Regions from separate parts of the Mus musculus genome. Here all the other regions are linked to region 1. A link is a contact called in public Hi-C and HiChIP or PLAC-seq data. All regions are on one chromosome and are shown on one strand. The core of a region is the stretch at or near the end of the contact, and the rest is flanking DNA. Distances in the headings are between cores, read along the strand shown. Region 1 holds the start of Sardh (sarcosine dehydrogenase). Region 2 overlaps Vav2 (vav 2 oncogene). Region 3 overlaps Vav2 (vav 2 oncogene).

Region 1 (3,597 bases), core at 229-2,728:
AAGAAAGAAAGAAAGAAGGAAGGAAGGAAGGAAGGAAGGAAGGAAAGAGAGAGAGAGAGAGAGAGAGAGAAAGAAAGAAAGAAAGAAAGAAAGAAAGAAAGAAAGAAAGAAAGAGAGAGAGAGAAAGAAAAAAGATCTACCAGGATTGATGGTGCTTAGAGTCTGGGATTCCTCCCAGACCAGGGAAGAAAGAAAGATGCCTCCAAGGGATCTCTCACGCTCTTTCCTGGGATCAGCAGTCAAAGCAAAGGCTTTGGCTGAGTGGGGCTGGCTTCTTTAGTATTAAAGACTGTTACTTGGGAACTCAGTGTCTAGTTAACCGAGAAAGTCGCTTTCATCATCCACTGTGGGTGACAAGCTCTGTGTATTAACTCACTCCCACAGACTGGGCTGGCTCCCCTGACTTTTGTCTCCACTTTAGGGACGAGACTGAAGTAAGGGAAGCGTCTGTCATGGGCCTCTGTTTGGCCGCACTGAACAAACTGCGCTGTGATCTGAAAGCCAAATACTCCCCTGTTCCCTCCCAGCCTGCAGATTGGGACCCTCGGTGTCACCATGTCCCACTTGTGACCACGGTGAACCCTCACTGAGCACAGTAGGGTTAAGAATGGGTCAGAGTCAAGCCACCCACCTCGGTACCCGACTCCAAGGGGTCTATACTCTGAGCAACCTCTGGAGTGGGGAGGGGTTGGATTTTCAGGCAGGAGCTGTCCTTGTCCTTACAGTCTCTTGAGCCATCCCCATCCCTACAGTGACAGCTGTCAAGTCTTCTGTGGTTTCCATGAATGAGACAGGAAGGTATTCCTGTCAGCAGGGATCTATACATACCTTAGTCTTTCAATGGGTTCCTTGGTCTTCCAGAAGCTCCTGAGAGGTTCCTAGCAAGGAAAAGTCAGCATGATATGGATCCAATCGGGGCTCTGCAAGTCCAAACAGTGCCTCTACCTTAGGACACCATGCCAGGCACTGCATACATGCCAGAGGAGCCTCCTTCCTCTGCAAACTATGCCCAGTGCCAATGCTGCTGGCCCAAGGAGCTGCCACGTGCTCCTTCCTTGCCAGCCCAGCTAGTCAGAGCAGGGGTGGGGGGTGGGGCAGCCAGGCCCCCAGCCTGCTCCTCCTCCTTCAGAACAGGTACTTCATTAACCTGCCCTCTGGCCTCTGCAGCTCTCTCCCTCAGCTTTCCAAGGGCCAGGGCACAGGACACAGGGAATGAGAACTCAGTCACAGACCTGAGGCCTCAGACACAGGGCCCTTTTTTAAGGCAGCACTAGAAGGGTATGAGAAAGAGCCCAAGAGGGGAAGACACTCTGCAGAGCCCTCTCATAAGGGACCCCCCCTCCTGCCCTCCCACAGTTATCCATGGCCGTCCCATCTACTCCACGGTCTTTCAACCAGAAGAAGAGGGAGGTCCCAGCTAGCAAGCAGCTAGCTCCAACCCTGCCCATGAAGGGGCTGTCGGGGACACTGCCCCTCCCTTCTTTCCCAGGCTGCATCTGGGTCTAGCTGAACAAGCCACCCACTCCCTTGCTGCTGGTCCGGACTACAACCGGGGCAGGAATGTTCCTCCCACCACCCCAGCTTCCTGGACAACCCAGCTGGGACAGCTGCCAAGTGGGCAGTTCTCCTGGCTGGCCAGCAGAGAAGGACTGTGAAACCAGAGCCCAGCTCTGTGGATGACCTCTTTCTCGTATTTCCTTCCTCATCTCTAATCCAGGGGTCTCCATACTGCTGTGATGACCCTGGGCATCCTGCCTTCCCAACCTTGCCTACCCTGGTTCCCCACCCCCGAAGCCAGCTCCATCTGTAGTTGGCTGTGTAGGTAGACTTGAGGCCCCTGGTGAGATCATCTTGGCACTAGTCTATGTTTCCAACCCCAGCTTGCTCACTCCTGGGATCAGACAGGCTATGGAGGAAGTCAGGCAGCTGCCCATAGTCTGTGCCCATTCCAGGTGTATGTTTCAAAACCTCTGGATATCCAAAGAATCAGAGGAGGTACTAGAGATGGGGTGCTGGAATTCACAACTAGATACTTTTACTGGCACAGAGCTGTCCATCTATGTGCCTTGCTGTCAGCTTGTCTCTAACGTACATTTACTGAGCACCTACTGCATACAAAGTAGCTCCTGGGAACCCAGGTCTGGCATCCAGGGGCTTATGAACCAGAAAGCAAAGATGGAGGGAGGGGCCCCCTCATGGCTGCCCACGGAGCTGCTCATTTCAGAAAGGGAGCAGAAACTTTCTGGTTAACCACTGTTGCCAAAGGTCTCAATCTCTGCCTTGAGGCTGGTTGCTGGCCCCACCAGCATGAGACTTCTTCGGGACAATGTGGGATCCCGAGATAAGGGACCCCTGACCTGCCCACGTGTAGCTTATCCCAACAAACCCAAACAAAACTGAGGTCAGGCTCTGCTCACCAGACAAGCTGACTAGAGAGAAGGAGGTAAAAACCTTGCCTAAGCCTTCTTCTGTGTCCCAGCCTCCGTGGTGTGTGAGGGACAGACACCTAGTTAATATAGCCCTGGGGCAATGGCTGGGCCAGGCAAACTCTAACAGTTGCATAATCACCAGGACTTTGGACAGGGGTGGTGGCTGCAGGCTGGGACTGGTGGCTGGTCAGCACTGTAGGAGTTGTTGTTGACCCCAGCATGTTATCCTGCGCAGGTCAAGGAGAGGGAGGCTGTGCCCATGAGTGCTGAAGGGCACAGCTCATATCCAGGGTCTAAAGGGCAAGGTCCTTCTGACACTGGCATGGATGTAGGCTGCTCTCCTCATCTCTCCTGCCACCAGGCAGAATTGTGGTCCAACCTACCCTATCCCATCCTCCACCCCGCCCTACTCCCACAATCCCATTCCACCTTATTCCCCCTTTGTTAGACTAGAGTCACAGAACTTATGGAGTGTCTAAGGGGATTTATTGTAACGACTTACAGTCTGCAGTCCAACTAACCCAACAATGGGCAGCTGCGAATGGGAAGTCCAAGAATCTAGTAGTTGCTCAGTTCCAGGAGGCTGGATGTTTCTGTTGGTCTTCTGTGTAAGCTGGAATCCTGAAGAAGCAGGTTCCAACAGATGTGCTAGCAAATAATTGCAAGCAGGCGAAGAAGAGTGAGTCTTTCTTCTCCCAATGTCCTTATGTAGGCCTCCAGCAGAAGATTTGGCTCGGATTAAAGGTGTGCCACCACCATGCCTACACTTAAACCGTTCTTTCTTAGAACTTGCTCTGTCCCAGGCTGGCCTTGAACTCAGAGATCTGCTTGCCTCTTTTTCCTGGGATTAAAGGCATGTGCCACCTTGCCTGGTCCTAAGCTTTCATGGCCACTCTGCCTCAAGACCTGGATCAAAAGCACGTGTCTTTCAGCCTCAAGATCTGGATCACAGATGTGCCGTCATTTCTGGATTACAGTTCATTTCAGATATAGTCAAGTTGGCGACTGAGAATAAAGCCATCATATCACCCCACACTACTGTCAGTTTTATAGCATTCTTAGAACTTTCTGATTTTTTTTGACTCTCCTAGTTTATGGGAGGGGCATGGTTACAAAAAACAAAAGTAGCCCTGTGGGTAGAAAAGGGGGTGGGGAGGATCTTGGGGGT
Region 2 (3,978 bases), core at 83-2,582, 40 kb after region 1:
TAAACCAAGAGGGCCAAGGCTTGTACAGGCTGCCCTCTCTCCAAGGTGAGACCCTCCTTTCTGTCAGGTCCACATGGCACAATGACTCTCGGTCAGGAAGCCACTGCTCCCATAAAGTCGTCCTGAATGCCACCTTCATGCAGAAGATCCTCGGCCCTCTGTCTTTATCTCCCTTGGAGCACTATTCAAAGGCCACTACCAATTCTCTCCTCTGTGCCCCCAGAACCCAAGTCTGTTGTGACGTTTCCTAGACGGCTGACTTGTCCTGACTCCGCCCACACCTGCCTATCTACTCCCACTGGGCAAGGAGCTCCCCAGAGGCCAGACCTCTCTGTGTCCCAGCTTCGACTCCCAGGCCAGCTCACAGCCCACCACAGGCAGGGCAGTGCCCTTTTGTGGCTATTGCTGTGTGACAGACACAGAGGAATTGTGGAGAGAGGAAAGGAAGTGATTTAAACAGCTGCATGGCGCCTGCCTTGCTGTCCTTCTTCCCACAGGAGGGTCTGTCTCAGGCCTCCTAGGAGTGGGGTCCCCAGGCTAAAGGGGGATGGGGTGCCGAACATCACCCCACTCACCTGTCTTGCTTGGTGTGGTTGACTATGGACCGGACTTTAAGCTCCCCGTCAATCTTTGGCCTCCCAAATTCCTCCAGCTTCACTTGCTGGAAAGGCAAGGACTGTTAGTCCAAGGGTGGACAACCTCTGCATTGCTAGACAGGGAGAAAAGTAGGCATGCCCAGGGCAGGACAGAAAGACCCAGGTGTGATCTAGGAAAATGTGCCTACGGTGACTGGGTAGCCCATGAATGAGCCAAGCCTGTCCCCTCTCAGGGGGCCACAATGGGGACTCCCTTGAGCCCTGGGAACAAAGGGCAATTGATGGTCTGGTCATGCTCACAGGCGGCCCTTGTGTGGAACCCGGAGCTGTAGGAAAAGCCAGAGGTCCAGCCCTAAGAGAGCAAATAAAGCAAGCAAGCAGCACCACTGGACTGAGCGGCAACCACAGGCGGGGTCCAGCCGGGTTCATCCTCCACAGAAAGCAATCTATGCCCAGCCCCGCCACCACTGGCCATCAAGTCTCCATTTCCGCTTCTGCTTGGACTGTGCCTCTCTGTTCTGTTTAATACAGAGAGATCTGCCTTTCCACTGTCCTCTGTATCCTCTTCAAGGGACAAGTCTATTCAGGAGAAGGCAGAGGTCGGGTTCCAGGGGAAGTGGCTATGCCTGTGGGTGGTCACATGGGCCTGGAGGCCTGGTCCCTGTACTCTGTGAAAACTCCTAGGTCTGACTTCAGTATGACAGAGGCTGGCCTTGGCCTGACACAGAGCATGATTCACATCTGCTCGGGGACTCTGCTATGCCCCTTTGTCCCCATCACACAGGACATATAAATCCAGGTGCCTTCTCCTAGAGACAGCACCAAGACTGCATGCAGCTTGGCTGTCATATACCAGAAACACCGAGATCCATGGATCACCGTTCTTTGTGAGATAGGGCCTGGAGTATCCCACACTGGCCTGGATGCTGTGTGGCCAAAGACAACGCTGATCCTCCTGCCTCCGCCTTCCTCCTCCCCTGCCCCCGATGCTGGATTACAGTTAGTGCCCCTGAGTCCAGTTTACTCAGGGCCCTGTGCATGAAAGGCAAGCACTCTGCCAACTAAACCACACTCACATCCCATTCCTTGTCATTTAAAGAGCAAACATGACTCACAACACCAAAGCAAACTCCCCTGTGTTCAAAAGCAGTGTGTTAACTGTGCAGTGATCAGAAAGCAGGGATGACTGGCAAATGGTCTGAACCCCACAAATGTTCATGCTTCAGGTCACACTCATGACACATAAGAATGGGCTGGAGAGATGGCCCAGCGGTTAAGAGGCTCTGAGTTTGATTCCCAGCAACCACATGGTGGCTCACAACCATCTGTCCCGGGTCTGACGCCCTCTTCTGGCGTGCAAGCACACATGTAGACAGAGCACTCATCAGACACTGCTTGGCAGTTCTCCTTGCCCTCTGATGAGCCAGCCAGCTCTGTAGAGGGTTCCTCTGGAGATGAAGATGGGTATGCCAGCCTAGATATCGGGCTTCCAGGTTTCTACTTCGCCAAGCTCTCCAGGAAAATCTCCAAGAAGAGGGGATGTTTGAGCGGGGAAAAAAATCAATGGTTCAATATCAAAATGACTCTGGGAATCAGACGGCATTTGGAGGAGCAGTCATCACTTGGGGTTGAGGGCGCTATTAGCATCCGATGGGTGGGGGCAAGGGCGTGCTTAAGGTCTCCTATTGCAGAACACCCCAACACAGAGAGACCTAGACCCAACATGGGGCCAAGCAGGGCTGAGTCCAGGAACAGCTCATCTCTTCTCCCCGGAGTATGCCTGAGAGAGGGCCAACCCTGACTGACAGCCCCCAGTCTGATTCCTAGACAAGGGGCAAGCTGAGGGCCAGCTCTCAGGTTGAGATGACCGTGGCCCCACCCCCAAGCCGAACCCTGCCCACTGCCCACCCTGAGGACAGGGAAACAGGAGGGCCACAGAGCAGACGAAGCGTCCTGCCTCTGGTCGCCACAGCCTGGGGTTCAGGCTGGGAAGGGAGAAAGAGAGCCAGGCTGTCAATAGGACATCCATCTCCTGAGCCCTACACGTGGATGACCTCATCCGCACAGTAGGTAGAACTGGATGAAGGCTGATACTGCCCGACCTCCCTCCTACTCCCGGCAGGCTTCGCAGGCAGCCACGGCTTACCAGGTTTTCTATGGAGCACTGGAACTCGCTAATCTTCTTCAAGGTCTCCTTGTCCCGCTTCACTTCATTGATGTACATGGCCAAGTCCTGGAAATCAAGACAGGATCAGGGCACTGAGTCACACACGGGGTGACCTCCCAGCCCCTTCCTAGCCCAGCTGGTCATTCCACACTCTTCCTCCATCTTGCCTGGGGCCACTCCAACTCTGGGCTATGGGAGTAAAAACCACCACACACAGGGAACCAGGAAGGAATAAGGTGAAGAACACAACATTTGAACCCAGAGTACACACTATGCTGAAGAGGGTGCTGGGAACCCCCAAATCCAGGTTCCCCTCACTCAGAAGGCCTTCTGTGTCAGAATGGAGATGCAGCCCAGCATGGATAAGCCACAGTGGGTCACACACAGCCACTGTTTAGACCTTTCTGCTCTCACGAAGCCCCTGTCCCACCTTCCCTGAAGAGCCTGGGTATTCTGTAAGTGGCTGGGGGAGATGGAGTGGGGGGAAGGTATGAGCCCTACATAGTACTGCAATCCTCTAGTCAGTCACCAGGGGGCAGTGCTCACTTTGCTTCAGAAAGTTTGAAATGGTCTGGAAGCAATGCCCAGGGGCGGCTGGGACAGAACAGCAGGGATCCTACCCAGAAAGCAGAGCAGAGAGGAAATCCCCGGCACACAAAAGCCAGACCCACATCCTGGAGCCAGTTCCTACCTCCCTTATGGCCTCTCTTGCTTCTGGGATCACTTCAAGGGCCAGCCTACAAACCTTGCTACTGGCAGCTCCCTACCAGAAGCCACAGTTTATAAAGGGTGGGTTTTGTTCTAAATCAACAGCAGCGACAGATCTGAGCGTGTGTGGCCCTGTGCACCCTGGCAGGAGTCACAGAAGTGCACGTCTGGGAAGGAGATTCCCACAGAGACAGTAGAGCTCCGGAGGCAAAGCAGCCAGCTAACAGAGTTGCATGGAGTGTGTACTGCAACCCTGAGGAAAGCTTAGCTCCAGGGCAGTGACAGCCCAGACACTGGCTGGATGAATGGTTTTCTGCTTTGCATTGGGGACATTAAAGGCTTTTAGATTCCCTGCTGTATTAGTTTTCACTGAGGGCACTTCAGTTAGAGAACTGCATTGATCACACGGTCTTGTGTGGCCATGTCTGAGAGATTGTCCTGACTGACGATGGAGGAGAGAGGGAACTGCCCACTGGAGGTGGCGCCAATCCTAGGCTATAGAAGAGA
Region 3 (3,692 bases), core at 666-3,165, 64 kb after region 1:
ATGAGCACATACAGAAAAGCCTCTGAGGGAATCATCAGGTAGGAAAGGGGAGACTAAGGTTTGTCCCTCTGGTCACAGAACAAACAAGACTACAGGACTGGGCAGCTGGAAACACCATTCACAGGAAACTAAGATACTGGGAACATCCCCTAACAGATACGACAGCATCACATGGTACTGGGACTCTGGGAACACCCTACAGCAGAAATCTTAGCATCATCGAATGGTACTGAGAAACTGGGAATAGCGCCCAGCAGATAGCCCAACATCACACCATACAGAGATTTGAGAACACCCCTAGAATGATCACCCAACACATTATTTACTGTTGTATTCAGATCTTACCTTCCCAAAAACTCAATGGTGAGCAGGAATATCTATCCTGGCAGGATGTGTTTCACACACCACTTCCCACCATCTCTCTTAAACACCCTCAGGTCAAGCATGGTCAGCCAGAAAAGAAAGGGTATGTGAGTGTGAGTGTGTATGTGTGTGTGTGTGTGTGTGTGTGTGTGTAAACCTGTTCTAGTGCCTTAACCTAGGGTGACAGAGCCTCAAAGTTGCAGACTCCCCCCCACCCCCCCATCTCCACTCTGCCTCCTGCCCAGAAGCAGCCAATCTGATTCCTGTCTGTATCCTGGGCTGACACACAGAGCCACAAGGGAGCCCCGAGCAGACTCTCTACACCGATGCCATCTGCATTTATATGATGCAGTCTCTGCCCATTACTTAATTAATTCAGGTCAACAAACAGTTTCATGCATGAACTGAAGTTTCACATACGTATACTCCAAAGTACCAGAGAAATGAAGCGAACAAAGAAGAGCTCTCTTAAAAAAGAAAATAAAACTAAAAGTAAAATCAGACATAGTAAAGTAAAAACCATACGATAATCTCCGTGATCAACATAATCAAGCAACAGTCAGATACTTTTGGGTTGACCCATATCCATCCTAAGACCAGTTCTGCACCCAAACCCTTGTTGATCCTTAGGATAGAGATGGCTTCAAGGTGGAAGCATGGCAGGGGACAATGCTTAGATGAGAAGGGGGTTACTTTGGTGTCACTTTGCGAGGTGACAAGCTCAGGCTGTATGATGGCATCCCCAGCGTCCACTTTAGGGGGGTATAGTGCTTGTGATCTCAGGTCTGGGGAGGTGGAGAAAGGTAGGCGTCTGGGACTTGCTGGCCTGCCAAGCTGACTTAATGGGAGAACAAGGCCACTGACAGAACCTCTTTCAAAAGAAAACAAACAAACAAAAAATGGCACCCAAGGAATGCAGCCAAGGTTGATGTGCTCATGTGTGTATTAGGCATTCACACAGAGAGAAGGCTGGGACGATCCCAGGGCTTTTCACATGCCTTATGACACCAAATTAAAATGAGGACAAAGGCTAGGCCATGGAAGCCCAGGGGCTACACGGGCCTCTCAGGCTTATAGACATCACCCCTCTTGGTCCTGCTGCCATGAGAATACACAAGAAAGAATGTACGTGTGTGTGTGTGTGTGTGTGTGTGTGTGTGTGTGTGTGTGTGTGTGTGTGTGTGTGTGGTGGCAATCCCACACAGTGGCAGGACTATGACAATCAGACACAGCTGGGTCACATGGTGTGATGGCCCCTTACCTGCCCCACCTGCCCAACCCCTTCTGCCCCAGCCTCTCCCTCCTGAAGCTTCCTGAAGCTGCTGCACTGAGAGATGCTGCATCCCAGCAATGACTCCTTAGACCTGACGGCGCTCTTCCGGGAGCTCTGCCTGTGCCTCTGTGGCCCACAGCCTCACTCACTAGCCCGCATGGTAGCTGTCTCTGGTATCCTGCTTTTCAACGAGGCAGCTGCCCAGCTCACTCACTCTGCAAAACAGGGAGAAATGAGCAACTGCCCTCTGCCTTGGGCACTGGGTGTTTACAGAGGACACAAAGATCAAGCTGATAGGCTTGGCACACAGTGTGAACGCAGCCTCTGGCATGAAGCTGGCAGGCAGGCCTGTGACAAGCCACCATGAACTTGTTACTAGGAAACCAAAGGGGACATTTTTTGTGACCTCAGCCCACACCAGACTATAGTTCATCTCAGGGCACAGGCAGCAAAGAGTGGCTGCTGTGGACTGGATGGTCTGCGTGCGGGGACATACAGACAGGCAAGACACCTCAACACTTTTTTTTTGTTTGTTTGTTTGTTTGTTTGTTTTGTTTTTTGAGACAGGGTTTCTTTGTGTAGCTCTGGCTGTCCTGGAACTCACTCTGTAGACCAGGCTGGCCTCGAACTCAGAAATTCACCTGCCTCTGCCTCCCAAGTGCTGGGATTAAAGGCGTGCGCCACCACGCCCGGCACCTCGACACTTTTAATCACTCTCTGTGAGAGGAATCACTCTTGACTGCAGGTAGGAGCAGGGAACCATCTGACCATACCTACCTGGTTTCAAGTCTGCTGGGGCTCTGTCCCCCCACAACACACACACACACACACACACACACACACACACACACAAACGAAGCAACTGCCTCTTTTCTGGGAATCCCTTCCAAGCAGAAGTGCCTAGAAATATCCATAGATGGACAGTTACAGACAGACTGATAGACAAGGTAGCACTGGGTCACAAGGCTAGTCCCATAGGGACATCCTAGGCCCCTGACAGATGGCCCAGTATTTCAGTTCCTCCTTTGTCACATGGTGTGGGCTGTGTGGCCTCCAGCAAGGCACTTCCCCTCCTGAAGCTCTCTATCAACCAACTGCAAAATGGAGGGCAGAGCCCACCTGTGTGACTGAGGCTGAGGTGACATGGGACTCTGCAGGAGCAATGTGAGGGACACGAAAGGATGCTTCACACAAGGACTGCACGTCCATGTTCTGGGCATCCATTGCCACCCGGTGTCCTGCCCACCCCCTCTATGGGCGGGGACAAGTACCAAGGCACAGTGTGAAGACCAGAGGATAATGAGAAGAAGTCAGTGCTCTCCTTCTGTCTTATAGGTCCCGGGAACTGAACTCAGGCTGTCAGGCTTGGCAGCAAGCACCTTCACCTGCTGAGCCATCTCGCTGATCCTGGCTCTTCCATCTATCACTCCATGCTGGGCTCGGGTCACGCAATCTGCCTGCTTTGTTCCTTACAAATGACCCTAAGGAAGCTCAACCAACCAGGACGGGGATATAGAAAAACAATGGAAACTCAGTGTCAAGGTCGCCCAGTGCTCCGGACAAACATCTAGAGAAGGCATCCTTTTAACATGGCAGGACTTTGGGTGGCTTCTCAGAGGTGACTACTCATTTTGCAACGTTTTCTCTTAATATGCTGCTGTGTGTCACATCTGTGCCCAACACAACAGGCATGACACCAGAAAGGCCAAGTTTTTATCTCTCAGGGTTTCTAAAAGACATCATTGGATTTGCAAGACCCCATTAGGACAAAGCTCTCTGCTCCCAGCTGGAAGATGTCCACACATGGCTTTAACACTCCCACTCTGGCTGCCTCTGCCAGAACAGAAAGCCTGTGGCTGACTTGGTCCTGTGATATCCTGAGCCTTGCCTGCTGCTGCATACATCTTAAGAGTTAGAGAGCGGGAGACGTAACAAGAAGGATCCTCCCCCACACACACCCCCTACTCCCCACCTCCACCCCACTGCACAGAGATCCTGCAGTGCTGGGACCTAGAAGGCCCTGAAGTAACAGCTGAGGCCAACTGCATTCCCCCCT

Evidence for each region. A called contact is a pair of places that touch in the nucleus more often than the background predicts. HiChIP or PLAC-seq counts read pairs in DNA pulled down with a chosen protein or histone mark.
Region 2: a contact with region 1 is called in an HNF4G HiChIP or PLAC-seq map of pancreatic cancer cells. The contact joins the enhancer-like site here to the promoter of Sardh in region 1. A contact is called at or near these places in 2 of 39 promoter capture datasets (embryonic stem cells and macrophages), 1 of 15 datasets of contacts at CTCF or cohesin (pro-B cells), 7 of 484 Hi-C or Micro-C datasets (the 63-12 cell line, the CH12 cell line, the N1E-115 cell line and 4 more), 2 of 115 datasets of contacts at active chromatin or transcription factors (embryonic stem cells and pancreatic cancer cells) and 3 of 9 other capture datasets (adipose tissue, liver and pancreatic islet).
Region 3: a Hi-C map of liver shows a contact between it and region 1, with 3 times the contacts expected there. The contact joins the enhancer-like site here to the promoter of Sardh in region 1. A contact is called at or near these places in 1 of 39 promoter capture datasets (macrophages), 1 of 484 Hi-C or Micro-C datasets (liver), 1 of 115 datasets of contacts at active chromatin or transcription factors (pancreatic cancer cells) and 1 of 9 other capture datasets (adipose tissue).

What each region holds. Positions count from the first base shown.
Region 1 is chr2:27,245,825-27,249,421 of GRCm38.p6, forward strand. It overlaps Sardh (sarcosine dehydrogenase), which reads right to left and starts at 1,479. Exons shown (of 21, transcript NM_138665.2): 1 at 829-1,479.
Region 2 is chr2:27,285,864-27,289,841 of GRCm38.p6, forward strand. Vav2 (vav 2 oncogene) reads right to left here. Exons shown (of 28, transcript NM_009500.2): 12 at 2,743-2,829; 13 at 576-661. Among named protein-coding and RNA genes, the nearest start is that of Sardh, 41 kb to the left of the region's middle. Within about 2 kb of position 1,333, at least 29 of the 459 cell types and tissues checked have an H3K27ac peak or open chromatin away from gene starts, as enhancers often do. A contact at or near this core is called in pancreatic cancer cells, where this site is marked.
Region 3 is chr2:27,309,151-27,312,842 of GRCm38.p6, forward strand. All of the region lies in intron 4 of Vav2 (vav 2 oncogene), which reads right to left. Among named protein-coding and RNA genes, the nearest start is that of Sardh, 64 kb to the left of the region's middle. Within about 2 kb of position 1,916, at least 96 of the 459 cell types and tissues checked have an H3K27ac peak or open chromatin away from gene starts, as enhancers often do. A contact at or near this core is called in adipose tissue and liver, where this site is marked.